2 separate regions of the Mus musculus genome follow, and region 2 is linked to region 1. Evidence: chromatin contacts called from public HiCAR-type data. All regions are on one chromosome and are shown on one strand. The core of a region is the stretch at or near the end of the contact, and the rest is flanking DNA. Distances in the headings are between cores, read along the strand shown. Region 1 overlaps Ank2 (ankyrin 2, brain). Region 2 overlaps Ank2 (ankyrin 2, brain).

Region 1 (6,090 bases), core at 1,618-4,117:
AGTGATCTAACCCAGGTTACTCCACCTCTGCATCTTTATCCTTGAAGATGAGATTTGGACTCAGAAACCCCCAAGTCCTTCTGCAGGTGTTCACTGTCTGTGGGCACTCCCAGGTGTTCAAGTCAAGTGTCTGACTTGGCAGAGTTACCAGACACTTTTTAATGATGATCTCCACAGACATGGAGGAATCCATAGAATACAGGTAGCCTTGGTATGACTTTTGTGTTAGATCTCATCTGCCTTTCTATCCTTCTCAGAAGCCATGCAATTTATGTCGTTAATAAAATCACCATTGTGGGTGGGGAGATGGCTCAGTTGCTCAGAACATTGCCCTTGCAGAGGACAGGAGTTCAATTCCCAGCACCCATATGTTGACTCACAATGTCCTGTAACTCCGTTTCTCGTTCTGACTTCCACGAATATGTACACATACAAACCATACATACATGCATGCAGACAGAACATTTATACATGTCAAATAAAAAAATCTTAAAAAAGAATCATGCATATATCATGTTTTTCCTTGTTTGGAGATTTTGTTATTCAACTGTATTTTTTTTTTTCTATGACAAGTCTTTTTCTTGTCTCCATTTAAGCGTGCCTATAATTCACTATTTAAGAAACAGCTCTATTGAGGTCAGTGAGAATGCAGCCAAGTGGCAAAGTTCTTTGCCCAGCATTCTCAAAGCCCTGGATTCAAACTCCAGCACTGAAAGGAACTGTTTTATGGCCAACCAATTCATGTGATCCAGGCTATCCTCCAACTGAGACTCCCTCAGGTAACTCTGGGCTGGGTCGAGTTGACAGCTGAAGCTAACTAGTGAAGAGGTCGCCATCTTTGGACATTTTCTGAAGCTCCTTACATGGCTAGTTGGAGCCTCTTTCCTTTGAGAGACTGTGGTGTCCCGACATTGTTTATGTCTGTAGCATGGAGACTCTGCTTTTTCCTCCTTTGCAATCACACTTATTCTTCTTCATAAAGAAACATAGGCTTCTTTCTGTTTTTCAATTTGAGTTTCACGTGCTATTATGTCTCTTTCTTTTCAGCTTTGCCATGCACTTGAACTCCCTTAGTCTAGCCATCCCTCTATTACGAACAGGGTCCATATATTGCAGAGCAGTGCTTCCCAAATGCCACTTTGTTTATCAGCCACCCAGGTGCCCTCTTCACTGCAGGCTGGAACATTTTTTTTCTGCAGTTTAAACAAGGATCTAGGCGGTGCCCATGATCCCACCCCAGAATCGACTCTTGTGATGCTGATGACAGGTTAGGACCCAGGATTTCCCTTTTAGAACATGGTATCAGTTTACATTCAGGCCATGAAGTTTTGGCTTTTGTTTAGCTGAGTCCTTTAATGTTTTCCTAGAACTTTGTGTTTTCATCAACATTAGTTGGATGCTACATAATTCATAAAACATTTTCACATAAGTTATTTTATGGGCTGTACAGCCTTGGGTGGGAGGTTGACTTAGGGTCCTAAAATTCAAGATTTCACTGATGAACTGTGGTCTCAGATTTGAGTAAAAAGGATTTCTCCCATGGCCTTGAGTTGTTTTTTTTTTTTTTTTCTTCTAACTGGCTCTGCCAGAAGCCAATAATACCTCCCCAGTAAAGTCCTTCTGACTGGGATGTGGCTTGCAGAAGGAAGTCAGCAAGCTGTCCTTATCTTAAGTGTAAAGCTGTTCCTGTTTTCAAGTTCTCCTTCTATCTTCACCCTAAGAAAAAGAGAAGTTTCTAGTCGTATTCTCCTCCAGATCCTAGGTTCAACCCTGGGCCCTGATTATGATGCAGCCTATTTAGAGGCTGGAATGCAAATGAATGCCATCTTGTAGAGAGCCACAAGGACTATGAGATGTCCACTTCCTCCAAAGGATGAAGGATAGCTCTCAAAAGATAATGAGCAGGCATCAGGCAGAAAAATAAGCAAGTATCGCCTTTCTACTTCCCAGACACATACACACTTAGGAAATTAAGAATTTTCTTTTCTTAATCTAATACCATTATTCTGGTACTTATCCCCCAACCCCTGAAGAGGAAATAGCTTAAAATTCTGCTCATTTATTACACTGGGCTCGTGCTCAAGAACTGTGGTAGTCTTTAGTTTACTTCATACATTCCTGAAGTAATATGTCATCACCATATAAGCAGGGGCTTAGTCATGTTTTCTCTACTTCCTATATATCTATATCAATATCTATCTATCTGTATGTATGAAGAAGAAATGCATATAATCACATTAATATTATTCATTTTAAAAGTGCAAACGTGCTGAACTGGAGCTCACTGCTAGAGCACCCATGGGGTCCATGCAGACAGCAAGTTAGTACGCAGCACCAACCACCCCAAAGAACAAAAGTAAAGGCAGCCACTCCAGGGGCTAAGGCATATTTTTCCAGACAGATTGGAAAGCAGGGCTATGGAGGCACTCTGCATTTGTCCCTTGGTGAGTTTTGGCCCTTCCATCAGGAAGTCCCTATTTGTCCATTGTCCTCAGTGGATTTAAGTCAGAAATCCACCAAGGTCTTCCCTCTGGGATCCCTTTTGGTTAGGGGCTTGTTCTGTTGGCCCAATCGTGGGTCTGGCCTTTGTTTTTCGAGTTGAGCAATGACAGGATCCTTGGGCTTCAGCTAACTTGAAACTTAACTGCTAAACTTTTTCTCGGCTGCCAGCAGACATGGTTCTGGGGAACATTAGTAGCAGGAGTCACATCAAACTTTTAAACCTTGGCCCAGCTGCTGTTCTTTCCGTCTTTTTATAAAAAGTTTGGGCTCAGCAAGTCTTTCTTAATTTTGGTTGCCTAGGAGCAAGAGAAACAGCAGGCTTCTGTAACGAGGCTGGGAGCACCTGCTTCCTGTCTAGGCTGTGTCCCAGGCTCTTGCACCCGGTGAGAAGGCCTTATTTTGGAAAGGGTCAGGGGACAAGGACTCCTCCATCACTTTGTCCATTCTTCTAAGTCTGCTGCATGTTCTCATGTTTTGTTTTGGTTTTGCCTTGGTTTCAATTAACTCTATCCTGGGGCAACAGATACAAGCTTTACAGTTCAGCAAAGAAATAATTGTTCAAACTGAAAAGACTTTATGTACCTGTTTAAAGGATTTTCTTAGTGAAATTTATGTTATTTCTTTTTCCATTTTCAGATGAAAATATACGAAAGTATTTTAAAAGTAGGTAAGACATTGACTAGCTTTTAGTCAAACAAACAAACAAACAAACAAACAAACAAGTACTTTACTGCTCTGGGGTCTGAGAACCAGGGAACTGTAGATAATAACTTAACCAGTTTACTACCAGTTACAAATTGTCAGTTGACTGGAAATCCAAAGATCACCATCTCTGCAGTCCCCTCCCTACTCTGTAAAAATCTATAATTGACTCCCACACATAAAACAAAACTAATACTCTAAAAAAGTTGTTAGTCTCCATTTGAATGTATTGATTTTTCTCGTCTCCCCACTGGGTTCTGCTGGCAAAAGTTAAGAGGAGAACCCAGCAGCAGACAGTCACGGAAGCTCTTCTTCTGGTCCTGAGTTCACTCCAATTGCTTTGCTCATCCCTTACTCTTCCTCTGATCTTCCCTGTCAAAAATCATCTTATCCTGATTTTCTTCCTGGCCATCTTCCTGCATCTGTCTTTGGTGTCTGAGTCGCTTGAATGACCCTGGGCAGTCTTTGAGACCTCACTGCTCTCTTAGTCACTTGTTCTAGAAAAACTGCTCAGCAATACATGTTATGTTTTCTTTTGATATCTATTATGGGGCGAATCATACATGCACCATGCGTGAAAGAAATTTGTAAGTTGTAGGGTTTTTTATAAAATTCCAATTCCATTGGTAAAATAATTGTGTTGCTATTACTTATTAATTTCCTCCTATCTTGAATTCATATGATGCTATTTCACCTCTTCCTATGGGTTTTCTAAAACCTCTTTTATGGTGACTCCCCCTGGAAAATATTATAAAGACACACCCCTTTGCATTCTGAGGGGCACACTCAATTTTATTTTTATAAGTGACAGTAGTTTCTTTCTTTCTTTTTTTTCAGTTCTTTTAACCTCGAGTACACGTTAGAGTCAGGTGATCTCATGAGCCTTGCCGAATATGTCCTTCCTGCCCATTCTCCTCAGCTCCATCCTCTCTGTTTTTAGAGCAAAAACACTTGGCAGAGAGTTTACTCTTTTTTTTTTTTTTGTTGCAGAGTTCCATTTCATGTTTGAAGTCCTAGATGTGCGTTGCAAGAGCATCTGCAATGCTTCCTGGAACAGCATCTCTTTAAATCATTTTACAATGTAGTCTTTATCCACAGCTCTCCGAGAACAAAATGGCCATCCGTTGTGTCCTTGGCTCAGGAGGGAAGTAGAAAGAGCATTTCCAGCTTCCTTGGGTCTTTTCTCTTGATTCAGTTCCCAGAATAAATTTTGCCTCTTGTTGAAAGCTCTTGGAGGAAAATCTAGGTCTTAGGGATTCTGGACTTGATTTCTTTTCTCCTTCAAAATCATGAGTTTGCCTGTAAGTAAGCATAGAGTTGAAGACAGAAAGAATGAAAAGATAGTTTTGGGGTATTCATCAAACAGTTACCAAGTTTATGAATGCACATACATACTTTTTGAAAATCTAAGGAAGGGGCTTAGTGGTTAAAAGCACCTTCTGTTTTTGCAGAAGATTTGGGTTTGATTTCCACACCGTTATAATGGCTCACAGACTGTCTAAAACTCTAGTTCCAGACGATCGGATGCCTCTTCTGCCTTCTGTGGGAACTATACATTCATGGTGCATTTCCATACATATAACTGAACACATAAAATCTTTTTAAAAATTTAAGAGAGTTTTTTTTGTGGTCAAATAGATCACTTCTATAACAAATACAAATAAAGCCATGACAGGGTAATAACAATTATTTTTTGAGAAGAGATTACTACTGCCTCTTCGTACATGAAGATATCTTCCTAGAGGAAGGCACCGTGAAGTGTTTGAGAGGCCTGCACTGCTAATAAGGTTGGGTTTGCCGGGACCTAACTGATTCCTTCTTGCCTTGCCTTGTAGGAGGAGCAGACACCTTTACACATTGCCTCCAGGCTGGGGAAGACGGAAATTGTCCAGCTGCTTCTACAGCATATGGCTCACCCCGATGCAGCCACTACAAATGGGTACACACCACTACACATCTCTGCTCGGGAAGGACAGGTAGACGTGGCCTCTGTCCTGCTGGAAGCGGGAGCAGCCCATTCCTTAGCGACCAAGGTAAGGGGTGGGGGTGACTAAGAGGAACCAAGGCTTCATTCAGCTCCTGAAGAGTCTCAGGAGGGGAAAAATCTCTGGCAGGCCTCTGGCTTGTTTCTGTCTCTGAGTATTTTAGATTACAATCTAAACGATGGGAGGAGGTTGTAAATTTTTATGTCATGTCTTCAAGGAAAATTCCTGCATTACTGTCTTCTATTTCATGTGCCAGTTCTGCTTGGTATAGGTATCCAGAAATAGTAATTACAATTTCATTACTACAAAGCAAAGTTTACTCCCCCCCTTTTGACTATAATATATACATATTCTCTAGAGAAAAAAAAAAGGGGGATTCCCAAATACATTGAATTGTCACCACCAGTGAGGAGAAAATCCTGCCTTAGTGCAATAGTGCAGTTTGCTTGGTGACAGAGCCGAGTGACAGTTTGCTTGCTTATATCCCGCCCTTCCCAGTGCTAACCCCATCACCTCTCATGTGGTATTTCATTTCCTTTGTCCAACTGTGTCGGGTCCTTTTTGTTGTTAAGATAAAATATCATGACCCAAAGCATCTCTTGTGAGAGAGCGATTATCGTGGCTTATAAGTCCAGAAAGGAGCTGTTCCCAGTGTCAGGGATGGCATGGCAATGGGTGGCCCGAGAAGGAACCTGGATGATCACATTACATCAGCACACCAGGAGGCAGAGAAAGAATGGAAAGTCAGGCAAGGCTCCACAGCTCTCCCGAAGAGTGCCCACAACTGGAGATCAAGTGTTCAGATCCCTGAGTCAATGGGGTCCCTTATTCACACCACTGCCCAAATGTTTGCCAGGTTCACTCTCTCTGTAGTTTTTTTTTTTTTAACCGCAACTAAACA
Region 2 (6,090 bases), core at 1,456-3,955, 110 kb before region 1:
GTGTATCAGTGCAATGTCTTAATACTACTTCTTCTTACTAAGTTAAGTGCCTGCTCAGCATACAATTTAAAATAGAAGACAGCATATTTACAACCTTTCACGGAAGTAAGTGAGGATTGCGGGGCGGGGGCCAGGGCGTGGGGGGTGGGGGGAGGCTCACTTGGCTCAGTGTATTACACAGAATGAGGGAAAGTGGGACCATCATCACAGTAAACTAGAGAATGTTCTGTGGATACTCCCATAGTATCCAGAGTGCACAAGATTGGACATTTATCTTGAACTTGAAGGTTTCTTGATTGGCTAAAGCCTGGCAGCTGTATATAGTCTGTGATTCTTTATTTTTTGATTGCATGCTTGTTTTACTGTACTAGGGTTTGAGCCTAGGACCTTGTACACAGTAGAGAAACACTTTTATGTCCCTGGTCTGGCATGCTGTATATTTCAAATGTTTGTATCAACCGTTTGATTTCAAATGTCTGTTTGTGTGTTTTTTGTTGGGAAATTATTATCTTAACATATGTAGAAACCAAGGCTGAGGTGTCAGCTTCAGTTGGTAAAGAGCCTGCTGTATAAGCATGAAGACCCAAGTTTAGACTCCCAATTCCCATGTAAAGAGTTGGGAAAGCTGTGGAGACTGCTGACTGGCCAGCCAATGTAGTTAACCAGTGAGGTCTAGGTTCAGTGAGAAACACTGTTTAAACAAAGAAAAACAAAACCCTAACCAATTAGCTTTATGGAGCTCATTGATTTTCTAGTTTCAACTCTATCATGGATTTGTTTTTTGCTTGTTTGTTTTGTTCTGTTCTGTTCTGTTCTGTTTCGTTTGTTTGTTTGTTTGTTTCGGTGGTGGATAGGTACATTGAAATATATTTGACAGTGACCATGTAAGGTCTATTGTGAAGCTTCACAGTTCGCAATTGCTAGTCAAATTATAGAAGCTCATTGGGATGTACAGACATAGGATCTGATTAATTTCAGTGTATGAAGTTTGTTTATCTGCAATGTTTTAATTATATTTTTATCATTTAAAACCAATTTTTGATTGAAATATATTTTGATCATATTCTTCCTCTTCCTCAAGTCCTTCCAGATCTTTCCCACTCCATACCTACCCAATTTTAGGTTCTTTCTGAACATACAAAAACCCAAAAATAACAAGAAAAGTCTCTAAACCGAGAAAGTAATACCCAAGCAACAGAAAACAACACAACAAATATGCAAACAAAACTCTCTCTCTCTCTCTCTCTCTCTCTCACACACACACAGCATGTGAAGTCCATTATATGTTGGCCAACTACTCTTAAACATGAGGCTTGCCCTGTTGCAAAACTTTTTATAATAAATTTTAATATTAAAAAAGTGGAGGGAAATTGAGGAAGATACATGATACTAGCCTCTGACTTCTGCATTCATATGTGCAAACACACACAACCACATACAAAATTACAAACATACTTTGAGATCATTAGATGAAAATACTGGTGTGTATAATTACATGGAATTTATAGATAAAAGAACATTTTGATAGTGCCAAATGAATTGAAATAATAATAATAATAATAATAATAATAATAATAATACCCTCCTTTTGTGACACAGGTCAAAATATGTACCAGAAAAAATCTCTCTCAACTGTCTGCATGCATGTACACACAGCCCGTAAATGTGTACAGCTCAATGCCAAGGAACCTTCAAAGGAAAGCAAATCCTAAGCAATTTGAGAATGGATAGTATGGAAGGAAAACAAGTTTTCATTTGTTGGTCTCAGGGAAGAGTCATTCAGTTGAACTTAGAGCAAGAGAGGCTTGGCTGAATATATAACAGTAATAAATTGATGAGCTACATTTCAGGGATTACGTACAAATCCTCACAGTACAGAGTTTTAACCTATCCTGTCCAGATATTCAAACACTGTATTTAACTGCTTGGCTTGTGATTTTCTAGCTTCCTTTTTGATGGAAAAGACCAGACAGCTGTGGCGTGTAGCATACAGAGCTCAACTGGGCAGCTTTGTGTCAGACTCTCACTAACAGTCTCCTGTTAAGAATGTCATGTCGGTCCTCAGGGCATTAAGCATTAACCAAGAACAATGCCACCTGCTATTGCTTTTACAGCCACCTTAATTAAATAGAGTTCTGGCTATTTCTTTCAGCTGTTTTACTTAGTTCAGAAAGGTTAATAAAGTGAAAAAAAAAAAAGGATTGGGTTTTAAAAAGAACTTTTAAAACTCTACTGTGACCCAGCCCCGATTTTGAGTTTTGGGTTTAATCCCTTGCCTGGCTCTCCCCAGGACACTCCCATGCCAGACTAGTTTGTAAGTGTTCTATGTTTGTATCTTTCCTTCACATCAAGAAGAAGTGCACAATGGTTGCCCTGCGTTTTAAACTCCCCTTCATGGAACTTAGAATTATTCAAATGGTCTTCTCTGGACACTACCTTTCTTGCTTCACAGGCTCCTTAATGTCAGCTAGTGACATTTGCTGAGTGGCCATGTTGTATGGGGCACAGTGTGATGTGGCCTTTGGAAAACTTTGTAAGTTGTTAGACTGTCTGTTAAGGAATGCTGTCCTTGGTATGCCACACGTCAAAGAGGCAACAGTCTGGAATGAAATAATAGCTGGAAGGGTTGTAAAAGTAAATTGGCTAATTGATGCTGTGGGCCCATGAATAGCTCGGTGTTATTCGCTTTGGTGAATGTGTGTAAAGCACAAACAGTAGAATTCATTTGTACTGACCTCAATTAGAGAAGCAGAGCCGCCCACTGATACAGGGACTCTGGTGGAAATCCATTCGTTATGCGCTTTTCCTATTGACAAAAAAAAATCATTATGAGTTTCATTTTTTTAGCCAAATAAATTATATCGAACGGACTGAAACATGGAAGAAAATAGCATGCCAACTGGGCGCCTGCACAGAATGTACCAGTTTTATTTCCATAGTTCAGTGATTCAGACAGTTGGATTAACTTGTCCTTGGTTTCACGTGATGCTGTTTGGGAGAATTTGCATGCAGACTCTAAACAAAGTATTAGTTTAGTCAGATGGATACATTTGGGTAGACGGTCAGCGTCACATTATTCTGACAAAAGAAATGTTAAGGCGATTTTAATCTCAGCAGATTTCTAAGAGATTTATATTCTTAAAAGAGATTTATGTATTTTATGTGAATGGTTGTTTTGCCTGCATGTATGTATGTGTATACTGGGAGCATGTCTGGTGCATGAGGAAGCTGTGAGAGAGTATTAAGTCTTCTGGAGCTAGAGATAGAGAGGGTTGTAAACCCTCACGTGGGGACAAGGGCTACAACACAGGTCAAACAGCAAGTGCTCTGAGTTGCTGAGTCATCTCTGCAGCCCCTACATTTTATTATTGAGTAGCTATTCACTCATATGTATGAGAGGGTGTGTGTGTGTGTGTGTGTGTGTGTGTATATATATATGTGATCCAGAGGTCAACTTTAAGTGTCACACCTCAGGAGCCCTTCCTTCCTTCCTTCCTTGTTTGTTTGTTTGTTTGTTTGTTGTTTTGAGACATGATCTCTCCCTGACCTGGAAGTCATCTATTGAGCCAGGCCCTAGGCTGGCTGGCCAGTAAGATTCATGAACCACTTGTTTTTGGCCTTTACAGTACTGAGATTGCAAATGTGTGCACTTGACATTTTATACTATTTCAAAATGTTTATTTATTTATGTACTTATTAATTTCTGTGGGCTGTGTGTGGGAGACTGGTGGGTCAAACTTAGAAACTCATGCTTGCAAGTCAAGAACTTTACTGACTGATTCATATCTCCCTTGCTTTATTAAAGAATTTTAAATTCAATAAAAGTAACCTAAAACTTATATATGAACAGTGAACTGTAAATCACAGAATGTTAAATAACTTATTAGGAGGGTTTTGTAAATGAGAGTTTAAATGGAGAAACTACATTGCCCTTTTCATTTGTGTGATAACCCTTACAACTTGGAGATAAAAGAAAATGTTACTTTAAAAAAAACCCAACAATTGTTATTTATGTGTATGTCTTTGGGGGGTGTGATGGGTGTGGGGGTGGGATTGTGCATTTGGGTGTAGTACCCAAAGAGGAGGGCAACTGATCTCTTGGTTGGAATTACGGTTGTGAGCTGCCTAGTGTGGAAACCAAACTGAGGTCCTCTGAAAGAGCAGAAGTTGACTTTAATTGCTGAGCCATCTCTCCAGGACCAAGGAAGAAAAATTAAGTTCTATAATTCTGAGTGAAATTTTCTTTTTCCTTTGCTCTTTAACAGACTTGTGGTAATTAAAAAAAATTTAATGTGATAGTACTCACACTTTACGAGCAAGTTAATAAAAATATTTGGGGAGCACTCCAGCCCCTCTTAGCCTATTAGGTTTTGTAGATGTGTCTTACTGGGTCCTGCAACACCTTGCCATTGTTGCCATTATTTTACAGTGGTGGACTCTGAGAGCTGAGGCAAAATTGTCAATTCAGTTAATGTTCAAGGAAGGCAGGGCAAGAGGGCACTCTCCTTGAGAGGAGTTTCCTGGCTACCCAGAAAAAGTCCATCGGATTCCACCATGGGCCTTCGATAATATTCAGGAGTCCTCTAGAGAAAACACAGTGAATAAAGACAACAAGCAAGAAATGCTTATCTCACCTCCCCCTGTAAGATGGTCTGAATAGATACATACATAGATAGATAAAGACAACAAGCAAGAAATGCTTATCTCACCTCCCCCTGTAAGGTGGTCTGAATAGATACATAGATAGATAGATAGATAGATAGATAGACAGACAGAAAGACAGACAGAAAGACAGACAGAAAGACAGACAGGAGGCGGATGGTCAGTCAGCTTCAGCTACCACTGAGTGTTAAATAGTGCTTCAGGTATTAACAGATTTTTATGTTCTAGAAAACAAAAACCTCAGGATCTTAGAGGGAGCTAGAGATCAAGTTGAAGAACTCCCCAAAGCAGAAAATTGAAGCACAGATTTGATAATGTCTTATAAACTCACATGGGTCAGCTAGTGGTCACACCAGGACTTCAATAAATAATGACTGCCAAGAGCTTTTCAAAACTCCCCTGCAGAAGGCTTTAGGTCAAATGACATAACTGAGACGAGGATTTCTTCTCCAAGTGTGACTTTTCTGATGATTTTGTAGACACTTAAAAGGTGGAATTGAAAACAGCAATAGCCATTTTTTTTTCAGATTTGCTGTTTTAGGAACTTGAGCAAAGACTTTCACAGCAAAGAAGCCAACCTTTGTTCTCAGTCCATAATTATTTTCCTCTTGTAGTGGATCAAAAGACCAATACAGATGAAATAATAACAGTAAAGTGTCCAGGAACTTGAGAAGATACTGCAAATGTCACATCACAAGGGGTTTTAATTTCACCTTTGAAATTGTGTATCAAGTTCATGTATCCTGCTCCAAGCGTGGTCAAACATGCAAATATTTGCTTTCTGAGTAATTTGCCCTAATGACTTTGAAGCATTTTTAAGGAACAGTAGTGACATTGTTCTTCCCCAGCAGCAAGCACATCCTTTGTCAGATGTCCTGAGAGACTGAGTCAACCAGAATGTTTTTAAGACATGGTACTGCCTTTGTTAACCTCATCTTCAAGGAGACAAAAATGTTGGGTGTGTAGATTATCACATCACCTACACTTTGGAGACATTTCTACCTGGCTTTTAGCAATTTTTAACTTCTATTTTAACTCTTCCATGGACCCTTCACACATTTGTTGTCATTTAAAAAGTACTGGATTTTTTTTTTGAAAAGTTTAAAGTGATTGTAGATAGGAAGTCAATTGTTAGCAATTCCATTTTCACAGATATGGAGAACTTCTGGGTTGATGCTCATTTCAACCTGATCAGTAGAAACTGGGAAGTTTCAGCCATCACCCGATCAGAAGGGCTTCTCTTTACCTCCCCTGTACCTGTTCTTAATCAGCAGTGGGATTTGAACGCTAGCACATGCTGTCTCTGGGCAGCACTAGTGGTGGGACTATCACTAGGAACAGGAAGTTTGAATGAAAAGGTTTCCATGGGGAAAGAACCTTCTGAGACGTGCCAACATGCTACCTTAGTTTGTTACTTTAATACCCCTC

The links. HiCAR-type assays count read pairs that join an accessible place to other places.
Region 2: a HiCAR-type map of astrocytes shows a contact between it and region 1, with 4 times the contacts expected there. The contact joins two enhancer-like sites. A contact is called at or near these places in 2 of 39 promoter capture datasets (both in liver), 4 of 484 Hi-C or Micro-C datasets (the 3T3-L1 cell line and liver), 3 of 115 datasets of contacts at active chromatin or transcription factors (astrocytes, hepatocytes and large pre-B cells) and 3 of 9 other capture datasets (adipose tissue, liver and pancreatic islet).

What each region holds. Positions count from the first base shown.
Region 1 is chr3:127,015,963-127,022,052 of GRCm38.p6, reverse strand. It overlaps Ank2 (ankyrin 2, brain), which reads left to right. Exons shown (of 48, transcript NM_001327938.1): 15 at 5,040-5,237. Among named protein-coding and RNA genes, the nearest start is that of Gm25501, 14 kb to the right of the region's middle. Within about 2 kb of position 2,867, at least 61 of the 459 cell types and tissues checked have an H3K27ac peak or open chromatin away from gene starts, as enhancers often do. A contact at or near this core is called in astrocytes, where this site is marked.
Region 2 is chr3:127,127,161-127,133,250 of GRCm38.p6, reverse strand. The region is part of intron 1 of Ank2 (ankyrin 2, brain); the gene reads left to right. Among named protein-coding and RNA genes, the nearest start is that of Gm16958, 31 kb to the left of the region's middle. Within about 2 kb of position 2,705, at least 21 of the 459 cell types and tissues checked have an H3K27ac peak or open chromatin away from gene starts, as enhancers often do. A contact at or near this core is called in astrocytes, where this site is marked.